2 separate regions of the Sus scrofa genome follow, and region 1 is linked to region 2. Evidence: chromatin contacts called from public HiChIP or PLAC-seq data. All regions are on one chromosome and are shown on one strand. Each heading gives the region's core, a stretch centred on a gene start, on an enhancer-like site or on the middle of the called end of the contact. The rest is flanking DNA. Distances are from core to core; before and after follow the strand shown. Region 1 overlaps PPP1R10 (protein phosphatase 1 regulatory subunit 10). Region 2 holds the start of PRR3 (proline-rich protein 3).

What was found. HiChIP or PLAC-seq counts read pairs in DNA pulled down with a chosen protein or histone mark.
Region 1: a contact with region 2 is called in an H3K27ac HiChIP or PLAC-seq map of alveolar macrophages. The contact joins the enhancer-like site here to the promoter of PRR3 in region 2. A contact is called at or near these places in 16 of 47 Hi-C or Micro-C datasets (alveolar macrophages, blood, embryonic fibroblasts and 8 more) and 2 of 2 datasets of contacts at active chromatin or transcription factors (alveolar macrophages and skeletal muscle).

The regions. Positions count from the first base shown.
Region 1 is chr7:23,143,993-23,150,877 of Sscrofa11.1, reverse strand. PPP1R10 (protein phosphatase 1 regulatory subunit 10) reads left to right here. Exons shown (of 18, transcript NM_001123165.1): 17 at 1-558; 18 at 836-945. The coding sequence ends at 945. It also overlaps a transcript of ABCF1 not described here. Among named protein-coding and RNA genes, the nearest start is that of PPP1R10, 11 kb to the left of the region's middle. Within about 2 kb of position 3,572, at least 26 of the 83 cell types and tissues checked have an H3K27ac peak or open chromatin away from gene starts, as enhancers often do. A contact at or near this core is called in alveolar macrophages, fetal liver, liver and 3 more, where this site is marked.
Region 2 is chr7:23,106,902-23,113,962 of Sscrofa11.1, reverse strand. PRR3 (proline-rich protein 3) reads right to left here and starts at 1,434. Exons shown (of 5, transcript XR_002345608.1): 1 at 295-1,434. GNL1 (G protein nucleolar 1 (putative)) reads left to right here and starts at 1,549. Exons shown (of 12, transcript NM_001128478.1): 1 at 1,549-1,621; 2 at 2,040-2,205; 3 at 2,580-2,716; 4 at 2,878-3,029; 5 at 3,147-3,218; 6 at 4,445-4,652; 7 at 4,797-4,892; 8 at 5,256-5,450. The coding sequence starts at 1,549.

The DNA.
Region 1 (6,885 bases), core at 2,323-4,822, 35 kb before region 2:
GACCATACCATAGAGGACGCGGTGGCCGAGGAGGAAATGAACCTCCTCCTCCTCCTCCTCCTTTCCGAGGGGCCAGAGGAGGGCGCTCTGGTGGAGGACCGCCTAATGGACGAGGGGGCCCCGGCGGGGGCATGGTTGGAGGCGGTGGGCATCGTCCCCATGAAGGCCCTGGCGGGGGCATGAGCAGCGGCAGTGGACATCGCCCCCACGAAGGCCCTGGCGGTGGCATGGGTGGGGGACATCGCCCCCACGAAGGCCCTGGCGGTGGCATGGGTGGGGGGCATCGCCCCCATGAAGGTCCCGGCGGTGGCATGGGTGGAGGCAGTGGACATCGCCCCCACGAAGGCCCTGGCGGAGGAATGGGTGCTGGTGGTGGACATCGGCCCCATGAAGGCCCTGGACATGGGGGGCCCCATGGCCACAGGCCTCATGATGTCCCTGGTCACCGAGGCCACGACCATAGAGGGCCGCCACCTCATGAACACCGTGGCCATGATGGCCCTGGTCACGGAGGAGGGGGCCACCGAGGGCATGATGGAGGCCACAACCACGGAGGAGGTGAGGATGCTCCCTGTCCCCTTGTGTGCCTCTTGGTGTCCCATACAGGCATTGGCGGGGGGGCTGTCACTACCTCAGGTGTGGCAGGCAGAACCCCAGGTCACCTCGTTCCCAGTTCCCAGCATGCCTGGCAGCTCCTACCTTTTACCCTTCCCCCAGGCCCCCAAGCTTGGTGTCGCTGAAAGATGCTTCTCAGGAGGCTTGGACTGCTGCCGCGAGGGTGGTACTGACCTCTGAGCTATTCTGTCTAACCGTCATTCCCCCCTTGTTCCCACAGACATGTCAAAGCGCCCCGTTTGTCGACATTTCATGATGAAGGGCAACTGCCGCTACGAGAACAACTGTGCCTTCTACCACCCGGGTGTCAATGGGCCCCCCCTGCCCTAGGACCGCCCGCCCGCCCGCACACAGCCCTGCGGACTGTAGCCTGGCTCCTTCCACCCTTTTATGGCTTCTGTGAGGCCCACTGTCCCCTGCCCCCAGCCGATGAGGAGCTGGCCCCCTCAGCGCCCACCTGCCTGGGTTCCTGGGGGTTTTCTGATCACTGGTGCGCATCGATGTACATATTTCCCTCCAGTCTGGGGAGGAGAGACTGGACACATTCTGTACCCTGGACTGAAGAGGAGACCCAGTTGGCTTCACTTTTTGAGGAGAGTTGTCCGGTTTCCCAAGTCCCTCCCTCCCCGGTGTGACCCTGCGTGCCGGAGAACCTGAAGCTAGCGAGGCCGGAGCCCACCTCTGCTCTCCTGCGCTGGGTCCCGACGCGTGTGAGATCATCCCAGCCACGGATATTCCTCCCTGCGGGGTAGAGGTGGTAAGGGGTGCTCTACCTCCCTCTGCACGGAGGGGCTCGGTCCGGCTGGATTTGAGTCCGGAACACACCTCGCCCCCCCACCCCCCCTCCAGCCATCCGTTCTGAATTCTTTCTCTAAGGACTGCGACCGTCTGAAGAGCCGAGTTTGCAGCATGGGTCTGGCTGGGTTCGATGATGGCAAATTCCTATCTGCATCCAGTCAAGTTTGAGCTGGCCTAGGGGTGGCTCTTTGTGGCGGTCCACCCTTGCCTACGGCTCATTCTGGAAATTAAAACACTTCAGTGAGACCAGCTTTTCATCAACTGAAGCCCGGTGTGCTGGGCCTGACAGTCACACTACATGCACTGCCTTCAGGAGTGAGTGCGCTCCTGGCCCCTACCTGGAACCTTGTCGGGGGAGGCCTCCAGCTCCCTTGCCCTGTCAGCCACCTCTGAGTCCCCACCAGGTGCCTTCCTGGGTGGATTCGTTAGGGTGACTGGCCCTCTCCAGCCCTTTCCTTCACCTGTCTCAGCATCAGTTGTTTTCTATGAAAACAGTGGATTGGTTGGGTTTTGTGCAGGGTCTATGGTTAGAGCCACAATGGATTTGAGGATGAGTATTTTTCTTTTTCTTTTGGTTTTGTATATTTTGTACATTAATAATAAACAGTGGAAAGAGAAGCAACTTATTTAACCCCCGGTGTATTTGGAATTTTTTGTCTTTTTAGGGCCACACCTGTGGCATATGGAGGTTCCCAGGCTAAGGGTCGAATTGGAACTGTAGCCACTGGCCTATACCACAGCCACAGCAATGCCAGGTCCGAGCCACGTCTGCAACCTACACCACAGCTCACGGCAATACTAGATCCTTAAAACCACTGAGCAAGGCTGGGCATCGAACTCGTAACCTCATGGATGCTAATCAGATTCGATTCTGCTGAGCATGATGGGAACTCCTGGACTCTTTACTGTTACTTAGCTGCGCTTGAGGTTACATTAATATAAACCTCTGTGGAATGTAGTTTTCAATACTTTGTTGGTATTAAATACTGGTGAAGGGAGTTCCTGTCGTGGCACACAGAAAAGAATCCGACTAGGAACCATGAGGTTGTGGGTTTGAGCCCTGGTCTCGCTCAGTGAGTTAAGGATCCAGCGTTGCTGTGAGCGGTGGTGTAGGTCGCAGACATGGCTCAGATCTGGCGTTGCTATGGCCGTGGTGTAGGCCAGCAGCTGTAGCTCCAATTAGACCCCCAGCCTGGGAACTATATGCTGTGTGTGTAGCCCTAAAAAGGGAAGAAAAAACTGGTGAAGGAGTGCTGTGAATATGAAACACCGCAGGGTACAGGGGGGCTCCCGTGTTGTGAGACACTGGGGATCCAGAACTCACAGATTGGCTGAGATGCAGGAGGTTCAGACACATGGATTCTAGCTGATCTGCCAGCCTGCAGAGTAGCTTAGGGAAGGAATTTAAACGAGGGTTAGAAAGCAGAAGATGGAGAGGATTAAATAGTTAAGTTCTGCTATTATGCAATTAGAAATCAGTAGGTTACGTTTTATGGGGAAAGGGAGCATATTGAGGCCAGAGTTGAGAAGAGTGGTTTCCAACCTTTTAGCGTTCCATCAGAATCATCCGAAGGGCTTTGTTTTTTCATTCCCACTGTGGTGGAATGGAGCAATGGGATAGGTAGCGTCTTGGGAGCACTGGGACACATATTCAGTCCCCAGACCAGGCTGGCACAGTGGGTTAAGGATCCGGTGTTGCCACAGCTGTGGCTTAGGTCGCAACAGCACTTGGGATCTGATCCCTGGCCTGGGAACTCCATATGCTGCGGGGGCAGCCAAAAAAAGGGAAAATTCACTGTCCCTAGAACGTGTTTCTAGGCTGTTGTTTCTAGGATTGGCCACAAGACGGCAGTAACTTCCTAAATTCCACAAGCCCAACCCACACTTAGTAAAGCCGATTGCCGGCAGCTGCAGCTTAGATCGCAACAGCAGCTTGTATCTGATACCTGGCCGGGTAACGGCTAACTCCATATGCCAAAGGGAGGCCAAAAAAAGGAAAAAAAGAAAAATTTCACTGTTCCTAGAACACGTTTCTTGGCTGTTGTTTCTAGGATTGGCCACAAGAGGGCAGCAACTTCCTAAAGTCACAAACCGAACCTACACTTAAAGCCAGTGGGGCAGATTTTATCTTCCCTTTGCCCCATTTCGCCAAAGAGGGTGTCCAGTTAGCCTGCTGTTCCTCTCTGCACTGGGAGAGCGCCTGAGAAGACATAATCTAAAGGCCAAGCTAAGGAGGTGAAATAACGAAGTACACAGCTCAAGTGAAAAGTTTAGAAAAAAATTTAAAAATTCTTTAACTTGCATTTCCTTCCTTCTGGATCCATCTATTGCCTGCTTCATACTTTCCTCCCTTCATCTGCAACAGGCCACAAGAACCTTTAAAGAGAGCTTAGTTTTTTCTATTTTACTTTAAAAATGAGTTCAGGAGTTGCCATCGTGGCTCAGTGGTTAACAAATCCGACTAAGAACCATGAGGTTGCGGGTTCGATCCCTGGCCTGGGAACTCCAGGCCTTGCTTAGTGGGTTAAGGATTGGGCATTGCCATGAGCTGTGGTGTAGGTCACAGACGTGGCTCAGATCCCACGTGGCTGTGGCTCTGGCATAGGCCGGCAGCTATAACTCTGATTAGACCCCTAGCCTGGGAACCTGCATGTGCTGTGTGGCCATAGAAAAGACAAAAAAAAAAAAAAAAGTTCAGTAATTTTCCTTTCAAATTCTTCATGAAAATCCAAAATAAACTGTTACTTAGGTTTTCTTTATTTTGGGGGCATAGGGGGAGAGGCTGAGCATCTCTTCCATTTCACTGTACCCATCAACTCATTTCTGTTCTTCACCACGCCCTCGCGACTGCTTCAGTTGGCCTGTTCTTTCTCTTTCCATTTCCACTCCCATCCCCCAAATCCACTTCGAACTTTTGACACTGTCAGCTTTCCCAAGCACACCAGTCCAATCTCCAATTCTCAATCACCATTATGTTGTTTCTCCCATTCCTGCTCCCTGGCAGTAAACCTAACATTGAAAGATCAGGAAATCCTACCACCCTGGCGCAGTGTAAATTATTAGCACCAACTCAACATTTACCGCTGCCTGGCAAACTTCTGAACTCCTCTTGATTCGCCGGCACCAAACCTCCTGGGAAAGTGAGCCCCCTGGAGTGCTTGCACTTCTCTTTGGCTGAAAATCAGTCTACATTATTTTCTTTCCTTTCGGAGAGGAAGGGGAGTATTTCCTCCTTCCCAAGAGAATATCTAACGCCCCTCCTGACCTTGCTCCCTGCCCCCTCCATTCTTCATCCAGCAGCCAATTCTGTGAAAATGAAAACTAGGTCAATCACACTCCGGCAGAGACACCGAGGGCCCCCTATTGCTCCCGGGATCATAGCCCAACTCCCTATCAAGGTTTACAAGGCCCTGTGGGTCCTGGCTCCTGCTCAGGCTCCAAGCTCAAGCTAGGTTCCATGTTCTAAGCTTAAGCCAAGTCAAACTTTTTCCAGCTTCTGGGCCTTTGCCCATTCTGGTCCCTTCCCCAAAGGCTCTTTCTCACTTATCTAGTCAGTTCCTTCTCCATCTAAAGGCTTTGGCTTTAATGTTACTTCCTCTGAGGAGTTCCCTTGTGTCTCAGCAAACCTGACTAGCATCCATGAGATGCAGGGTCAATCCCTGGCCTCGCTCAGTAGGTCAAGGCTCCAGCATTGCCGTGAGCTGTGGTGCAGGTTGCAGACGTGGCTTGGATCCTTTGCTGCTGTGACTGTGGTGTAGGCCAGCAGCTCAGCTCTGACTGACCCCTAGTCTGGGAGCTTCTTCATGCCAAAGTTGCGGCCCTAAAACAAAAAACAAAAAAACTGTGGGAAATGTAAAATTTTAGTATTCATTTTACAAGTAACATTCCTGTATATCTGATGTATCATCTCATCTAAACAAGTGAACTGAAAATGTTAAGTGTAAAGTATAGAGTGTAACATGAAATACATGTTAACAAAAGCAGAAGAATTTACAGTCCTTTACAAATGGTTATATATCTAATCCCTGAATAACCTGGTGAGGTTGGATCACCTCCATGTTACAGATGAGCAAACAGGTACCAAGAGGTTAAGTCCAAGGTCATACCATTAGTAGTGGACTTGAAGCCTGCTGCCTCTGTTCTGGACCCACTTCATCAAATCGTGGAGATTACTTTTACATGTAGCACTGAACTTGGCACAAGACCCTTGCTTTTCTCCCTCACATTCCAAAGGGTGTTCCTCTAATTTGGAAATGTACCAGTGGAACCTCTGCAACTACGTCCACACCAAACCTACACTTTCTTTTTTAATTTTGTGATTTTTATTTTTTCCATTATAGTTGATTTACCAAACCTTCACTTTCAATATAAACCTCATACCTGAGGTCCAATATTATTTGGCCAAAAAATAACTCCAAAATTAGCTGTCCCGCCTCAGGTTTTTTTTTTTTTTTTTGCTATGCCCATGACAAGTTCTGCAGCCAGGGACTGAACCCAAATGACCGCAGTGACCCAAGCCACAACAGTAACAATGCCAGATCCTTAACTATTAGGCCACCAGGGAACTCCCAGCTCAGTAAGTCTTCAACATTCTTCATACTCACCTGGAATTGGATTATTGTCTCTCTCCAACTCCCACCTGGCTCTTTCCATTTGTCCTTTCCTTTCCATCCCGCTCTCATATCCTAACTCAGGATTTATTACCCTATCACCACAGAGGATGTCTCTATGGTCCACCTCACCCTTCACACCTGAAATCACCACCAACCACTTGGGGTTTTACTTTCCAAACCCATCTTTTTGGTCTAGCTGTAAGAAGAAAAGTGGCTTCAACAGCCACGTTCTTGCATCAACACCCATACTTTTTTCTTCCCTAGAGTCACCCTTTTCCTAGCTTCCAAAAATGGCTCCCTGTTCCTCATTATTAAAATCCCTTTCTCGTCTTCAAGGTTCATCCTCAAGTGATCCTACCAAAACCCCAAGCTCTGGACAACCTCTCCCTTCTATGAGCATGAGGCAACTGAAGACTCTAGAGCACCACACATTTGGCAATTAATCGTTTCATGCCGTACACTCACGTCTTTTTTTCTAAGTCTTCTCTAACTAGGCTCTTCATGAAGGCAGACCCGTCCCCTCCCCTCTCGTATACCCCACGGTGCCGGGCCTGTTGGCTGATGCAGCGGCTCTGGGAGATCAGCACCCTGGTCCCTGACCACAGGCGGAGCTTGGATAGCGAGAAACTGAGTGTCCTAGAGGGAGGTGATGAATCATTTCCCTTGTCCTTGTCTGAAGGGATCGGGGGTTATGGGGGCACCCCCAACAGCCAGCACCATCTAATTCGCAGTAACACTGCAGGTCAGACCCATCTGTCCTGAGGAACGGGCGAATATTTAACGCAGCCAGAAAACAGAATAAAGCAAACCAAGACTAAGAGTTCCAGCTCCCACGAACCTCCAAACAGTGACAAGATGG
Region 2 (7,061 bases), core at 185-2,684:
AATCTGCAACCTCTCTAGGGCCCCCACTCCCCTGTCGTGCTGCGGCTGCGCACACGAACTCTTCGTCTTCTCCCTTGACTTCTTTAGAAAGGTTTAGGGGCCGGTTTGAAGTTAAGGGTTCAAGTAAGAGATCTCACATAGTGCTCTATTCCGGACAGGCCTCCCCCAGCCCCCGCCCCAGCGCGTGCGCCCTTCCTCCTTCCGTTAGAGCCCCCTCCCCAGCACATTTTCGGCGGCTAGCCCCTCGCCTGGCCCAGCTGACAGGCATGTGCACACCCCTCTCGGACTCCTCACCGATGGGACTCCCATCCTCCTCATCTCCAGTCTCTTCCCGCTCTGTCAGTGGGGGCTGCTGATGCGGAGGCTGCTGCTGCTGAGTCTGCTTCTTTCGTTTCGGCATCGTGGTTGCGGCAATGGCTGCAGCGGGATTTGGAGAGCAGTGAGGAAGGGGCACGCTGGAATTCTGTTTCCGCTTCCGGGGGGGCAGTGGACAGTGAAGGCTGGGGCTCCCGCCATTTCACTTCCGGAAGGCTCTGGGGACCCTTTGTGCGGCTCGTCTCACATCAGCAGGCTCCCTCGGCCTTAGCCAGGCGTGGCAGCAATCCCAAACCATTCCTTTATCGCATTTCTATGAACGCTTGAAAAAGTCGCTCGCTTCCCCCCGGCTGGGAAAAAAACACAACCGGCTCCTCACAGTGTGTCATAGAGTCGGCGGGCTCTCGGGGCAGAAAGCCTGACAGAGGGGCTGTCGCACCCTAAGATCGCCACATCCGGTCCCCGGTTTCTATGGTAACAGCTGCAGGCACAACTTCGTGCCCTGTGACCTCCCTCCAAACATCCTTGTCCCACCTGGATTTCCCTCCTCGGCCGCACTTGCACTTATGATCTGTAAATCTGCTCCTTATCACCGTTCCCACAAGGAATCTGGGTGCCAGCAGGGCAGTGCCTAGGGCTCTCCAAACCGCCATCCGCCCCTCAAGACCTCTGACCCTGTCCTAGTGTAGCCCAGTCATTTGGCTTCCTTCCCGGGACGCGTGGTCGCGGCTTTCCTCCAAGATCCAGCCGGAGGGTTGGTAAAGTAGATTCTGCGCGTCCCTTTCTCCCCCGGGTGGTAAGACCCGCCCTCCGCTCCACTGCCCCCACCAGGTGAGTGGTAGCTTCTCCCCCGCGCGCAAGGTAGTGATGACACGCGTCCCCCCTCCTCCGAGCGCTAGTTGGTAGCGTCCGTGACGAAGTTAGACCGATCCTCCCACGCGCGCCTCCTTTCTCGCGGCTGCTGAGCCCTGTCCGTGCCACTGGCTCTTACATGCTGGTAGCCCACCTCTCATCATTCTCTTGCCTCGCTCCCAGTGGAAAGTGACTGTATTTTCCCCTGGTCGTCTTCCACCCCGGCCGCGGGGGCGCATCGGCCAGGCCCGCCCGCTGACGTCACCTTCCAGCCCCGCCCCCTCCAGGGTCCCGGGCCCCTGCGACCGGGGCTGCCCCGGGGGGAGTCAGTTGAAGCGGCTGGAGCTCGGCGGAGGGCGGGCCAGGTGACTGGTCCGGGCCATGCCGAGGAAGAAGCCTTTCAGCGTGAAGCAGAAGAAGAAGCAGTTGCAGGACAAGCGGGAGCGGAAGCGAGGTCAGTGCGGGAGCCAGAAGAGGGGGCGGGGCTCGGACTCCCGCACATCTGGAGGGAGGGGTGTGCCCACCTCACCTCTGGGAGGCGTGGGAAGGGGTGGCGGCAGCGCGCCGACGCGCGTGGGCGACCGCAGAGGGGATTCCCTCACCCCAGCCCCCCTACATCTGGAAGGGGTGGGGAAGGATGGAGAGTTGGGGGAGGGGAATCCCTCCAGCTCCTACGGGGCGCCATCCCCACAGATCCCTGGAGGAGTGCCTCCCCCCACGCACATCCGGGAGGGTCCTGGGCAGAGTAGGTGGGAGGATCTGGCTTCAAAAGAATCAGGGTGGTGTGAGGAGGAGCCAGGCCAACCGTGGGGGGGGGGTCTTATGGCCCCTGAGAGCTGGCCAGCACTGGCGTCACCAGCTCCTCCCCGCAGGGCTTCAAGATGGGCTGCGATCCAGTTCCAACAGCCGCAGCGGGAGCCGGGAGCGGCGGGAGGAGCAGACTGACACCTCGGACGGGGAATCTGTGACCCATCACATCCGCAGGCTCAACCAGCAGCCTTCCCAGGGGCTGGGCCCGCGTGGCTATGACCCAAATCGGTGAGAGTGGGCGGGGGTCTCTGGCCTGGGCTTCCCCGCCTACCCGGAAGTCAGAGCGCTAGGGGAAAGCAGGCTGCTGCTGGTGGAGGCTTGAAACTGGAGATGGTGGGGCTGGGATGCGACGGTTTTCCGCGGGGCCTCTGGGTCACCAGAGCGGGCCACGATCTTCTGGACTGGAGGGGCTGGGGAGAGTTTGGCCTTCAGAAGGGCGAGACTTGGAGGAAGGCCTACTGCTGTGTGAAAAAGATTTGGGGGAGGGCCCATTCAGAGGAGTGACTTGAACTCTGGAGAGGAAGCTTTGCGAAGTTGTCTGCCCAAGAGGGTAGTTTGTGACCAAGGATTGGCGATGGATGTGGTGGTCCCTGTCCTGTTAGGTATCGGCTGCATTTTGAGCGAGACAGCCGAGAGGAGGTGGAGAGGAGAAAGAGAGCGGCCCGGGAGCAAGTGCTGCAGCCCGTGAGTGCTGAGCTGCTGGAGCTGGACATCCAGGAAGTCTATCAGCCTGGGTCTGGTGAGTGAGCTCAGCGCTGGGAGCTTAGGTCAGGCAGTGGGCTGGGGAAAGGAGTTTAGAAGAGTAAGAGCTGACTGGGAGGAAGAATGGGAGGGCCTGGGATGCACCCTAGGTTCTAAAACTATTCTCAGACTTATTTGGACTTTTTCTTGATTTCTCAGTTCTGGACTTTCCCCGACGTCCTCCTTGGAACTATGAAATGTCCAAGGAGCAACTGATGAGCCAGGAGGAACGGAGCTTCCAGGAGTATCTTGGGAAGATTCATGGGGCTTATACCTCTGAGAAACTCAGTTACTTTGAGCACAATCTGGAGGTGAGAATAGAGTGAAGACAGGAGTGGGGCGTAGTGACACGTGGTCAGATTGGTCTGCCGTCAGGCAGGAGAGCAACTCTGGGCTCAGGTTCTCTCATATCAACCTTGTCTTTTCAGACATGGAGGCAGCTGTGGCGAGTGTTAGAGATGTCTGACATTGTCCTGCTAATTACTGATATCCGACATCCAGTGAGTCCTGGGGATGAGGTTGGGCCAGGGGAGGAGGGAGGAAGATCCTTGTGGGGTAAAGGGCAGAAGCAGGAGTTGGGAGGCAAAGAGGTAACCTCTTCCTTTCTGGTCTCCTCTATTCCATGCTGATGGCTGCAGTCCAAAGACTCAGTCTTTATTCATCAGTGTCCCAGCCTGTCACTCCTCCCCTGGCCACTGCCTCTCCTTTTCTTTGCTCCTTTGATGAAAAACTGCATATCCTGTTTCCTAGCCCACTAGAGCTCATACAAAGTCCCAGTATGGAGCTCCAGGGGATTCTGTGAAAAGGGCTGCCCTGCCGTAGGGGTCACTGCAGAACTCAGCCTCCCTCGGGATGCTAGGGTAGTGGCTAAAGCTGTAGACTCTGCTGCTGGACGGCCCTTGTGTGACCTGGCTCTGCTACTTCACAGTTGTCCTCCAGTGGGAGAAAGGGAAGTCTGAGGACTGTGGGGACATTCAGGTTGGAGATCTTTAACAGCATGTATGCACACTCCTTCACACAGACATACACGCGCATTCACACGCTCACACAGCCACACATACTCAACACAAATGTGCATGTGTGCATGCACACATGTATGCATGTGTACACATGTAGACAGGTGTGTGCACTTGAAAATAGATACATATTTTTGGAGTTCCCATCATGGCCCAGCGGAAATGAATCTGACTAGCATCCATGATGATGCGGGTTTGATCCCTGACCTCGCTCAGTGGGTTAAGGATCTGGTGTTGCGTAGGTCGCAGACGTGGCCGGGATCTGGCATTAATTGTGGCTGTGATGTAGGCCGGCAGCTATACCTTCGATCCGACCTCTAACCTGGGAACCTCCATATGCCGTGGGTTCAGCCCTAAAAAGCAAAAAGAAAGAAAATAGATAACGTATTTCTATCCCAACCCCCATCCCTGTTTGTGATTCCAGCCCTTACCCCAGTGTGCTGGGGTGGGTCCCTGTTTCCTGGTCGTGTTTTCAGCTCATTTCCATCCCTAATCAGGCCCTGTAGAGAATCCTCTGGAGACAAATGCACAGGTGTCACTTACCCCTGCTTTGTCTTCTGAGTTCAGTTTGACTGACTTACCCTTGTTGCCCCAGATTCTGCTTCCACCAGGGTGTTATTTCCAAGCTGTGCCTGGTGAGTGCGGAGCTGGAGGCAGAGAACTCGGGGTTGACCTTGCGTTGCTCCCTTCTCTTCCCATCCCTTTTTCAGGTTGTGAATTTCCCACCAGCACTTTATGAGTACGTGACTGGAGAGCTTGGGCTGGCCTTGGTGCTGGTCCTGAACAAGGTGGATCTGGCCCCGCCAGCTCTCGTAGTTGCCTGGAAGCATTATTTCCACCAGCACTATCCCCAGCTCCACATTGTCCTTTTCACCTCTTTTCCTCGGGACCCCCGCACACCGCAGGATCCTAGCAGCGGTGAGTGGGCAGTGAGGAGGGCAGCGTGGGAAAGAGGGGATTGGCAGGGGACAGAGGGGAACCTGATCTGGGGCCTGAGGCGGGGGGTGGTGGGGGCATAAGCCCCATGGGGTGTGCTCACACGTTTGTGCCTTGTGATTTCAGTCTTGAAGAAGAGTCGGAGGCGGGGGAGGGGATGGACTCGGGCCCTGGGGCCGGAGCAGCTGCTGAGAGCCTGTGAGGCCATCACTGCGGGGAAAGGTATGTGCCACTTCGGGGGGTAGCCATGGAAGGCCATGGGAGAGACCCAAGGCCCAGAGTCATTCTGCTCACCTTTCTTGAAGTCAGAGCCTCTGGTATGGACTCAGGTGAGAGACCACAGGGAGGCATGGAAGAGGGAGCAGCCTGACTTGGTGGGTAAAAGGAGGTGGCAGGCAGCAGCCCCAGTGGTTTGCTGCCTTTAGTCTTGCCGGTGCTTTTCAAAAACTCAGTAATACGTGCAATTCCAGGATGGGGTCCTTGGCTTTTCCTACCTCCAGAGGGTGCCACATAAATCAGCTGTGCAGTGCATTGTCTGTGCCGTGGTACCCAGCAGCCCTGAGAGCCTTCTCCTTCCTTGCACAGTGGACCTGAGCAGCTGGCGGGAGAAGATTGCCCGGGATGTGGCAGGGGCCACCTGGGGTAATGGCTCCGGGGAGGAGGAGGAAGAGGAGGACGGGCCGGCCGTCCTGGTGGAGCAGCAGACTGACTCGGCGATGGAGCCCACGGGCCCAACGCGGGAGCGCTACAAGGACGGGGTGGTGACCATCGGCTGTGTGGGTAAGGAGGCGGCCCATGCACGGTGGCTTCCAAGAGGCCCAGGGTTTCAGCATTTGGAAAAGAGGGAAGATAGGTCCCACTAGGGCAGAGGAGGCCATCTGCTACTGGGGAAGGGTCACAGCATGCCTGAGTTAAATCCCACTTCTTTCTCAGCTTATTGATCTTGAGTAAGTTATTTACCCACTCTCGGTCTTTGTGAGTTTGCTTTTCAAAATGAGGACGGTGAGGAGTTCCTGCTGTGGTGCAGTGGGTTAAGGATCTGGCATTGCTGCAACTGTGGCATAGGTTGCAGTATGGCTCAGATTTGATCCCTGGCCTGAGAACTTCCATTGGCCGTGGGTGCAACCAAAAGAAGAAGGAGAAAAAAAAAAATCAACAGTGATGCTCAACTAAAAGAATCGTGAGGAATTCCCTGGTGGCTCAGTGGGTTTAGGACTCAACATTGTCATTGCAGTGGGCAGTGGATCGCTGGCCTGGAAACTTCCAAGGGTGCAAAAAAAAAAACAAAACAAAACTTTGTCTCTGTTCTCAAGAAAGGAATGCAGGATTAAGATCAGGGGGGGGCAAGTGAGAAGTGACTTTGACAAAGGTGTGGTATCTAAGGGGATAATGGAACCAAAAAAGGCCCAGCCCAGAAGAAATGAGGGAAAGTAGCGTAGTTTAGCTCCTTGGAAACGCTCCTGACTTATCTTTCAGTCTTCTTTTTGTCTTGGGAAAAACCTGCTTGACTGCTGATAGGTTGCTGCCTTTTCCAGTCATTTCAGCCGGGCTTAGCCTCCCCTGGCTCCTGATCCCGGCTCTCCCTCCAGGGCCCTGTGCCCTCTCTCTGTAGCCTCTGCACTGACTTGTCTGGGTTGGGGGTGGTATAACATTGGAGAGTGTGGCTAAAGCACAGGCAGCCCTGAGCTTGGATTTCCCTCCAGCTCTTCTTCACTGAACCACACGACAGCTAATTACGAGCACCACGTGCTGTCTAATGATGGGACGTGCTGCTGTGAAAATGGCCGCAAAGTCCCTACCCTCACAGGGCTTGTTTATTTGTGAGTAAAATTGATGTGTGATCTGAAATCATATTGTTGAGCGACTGGGAGAGGAGAGATCCTCCGAGAAAGCCCCCTGAGAAGAGCCCGGAAGCTGAGATGAAGAGGCCATTTGGCGATGTGAGGAAAGGGCCTTCCAGGCCAAGGGGTCAAAAGTGAGAGGGTCTTGAGGTGGGAATGAGCTTGGTGATTGTGGGACCAGCCAAAGTGCAGCGGGGTTGCGGGATGGGAGCCAGGAAAGCGACTCAGGGATGAGGTCAGAAAGCTCGCAGGGGCCGCGCATGTGAGGTCTTGTGGCTGTGCGAAGGCATTCTGCATTTTATTCCAAAGCCAATGAGAAGCCACTGGTGGGTTGTTTTTTGTTTGTTTGTTTTTAATTTATTTTTTCCGCTGTATAGCATGGATACTGGTGGGTTTTGAACAGGGGAATGACAGAGTCTGACTTCGTGTTTTAGGAGTTTACTCTGCTGAGTGGAGAATGGTGAGGGTGGACAAGACTGGAAGCAGAGAGAGTGAAGTCAGGGGATGTCCAGTCTAGGGGAGAAACACGACCCGCTCAGAGCAGAGTGGT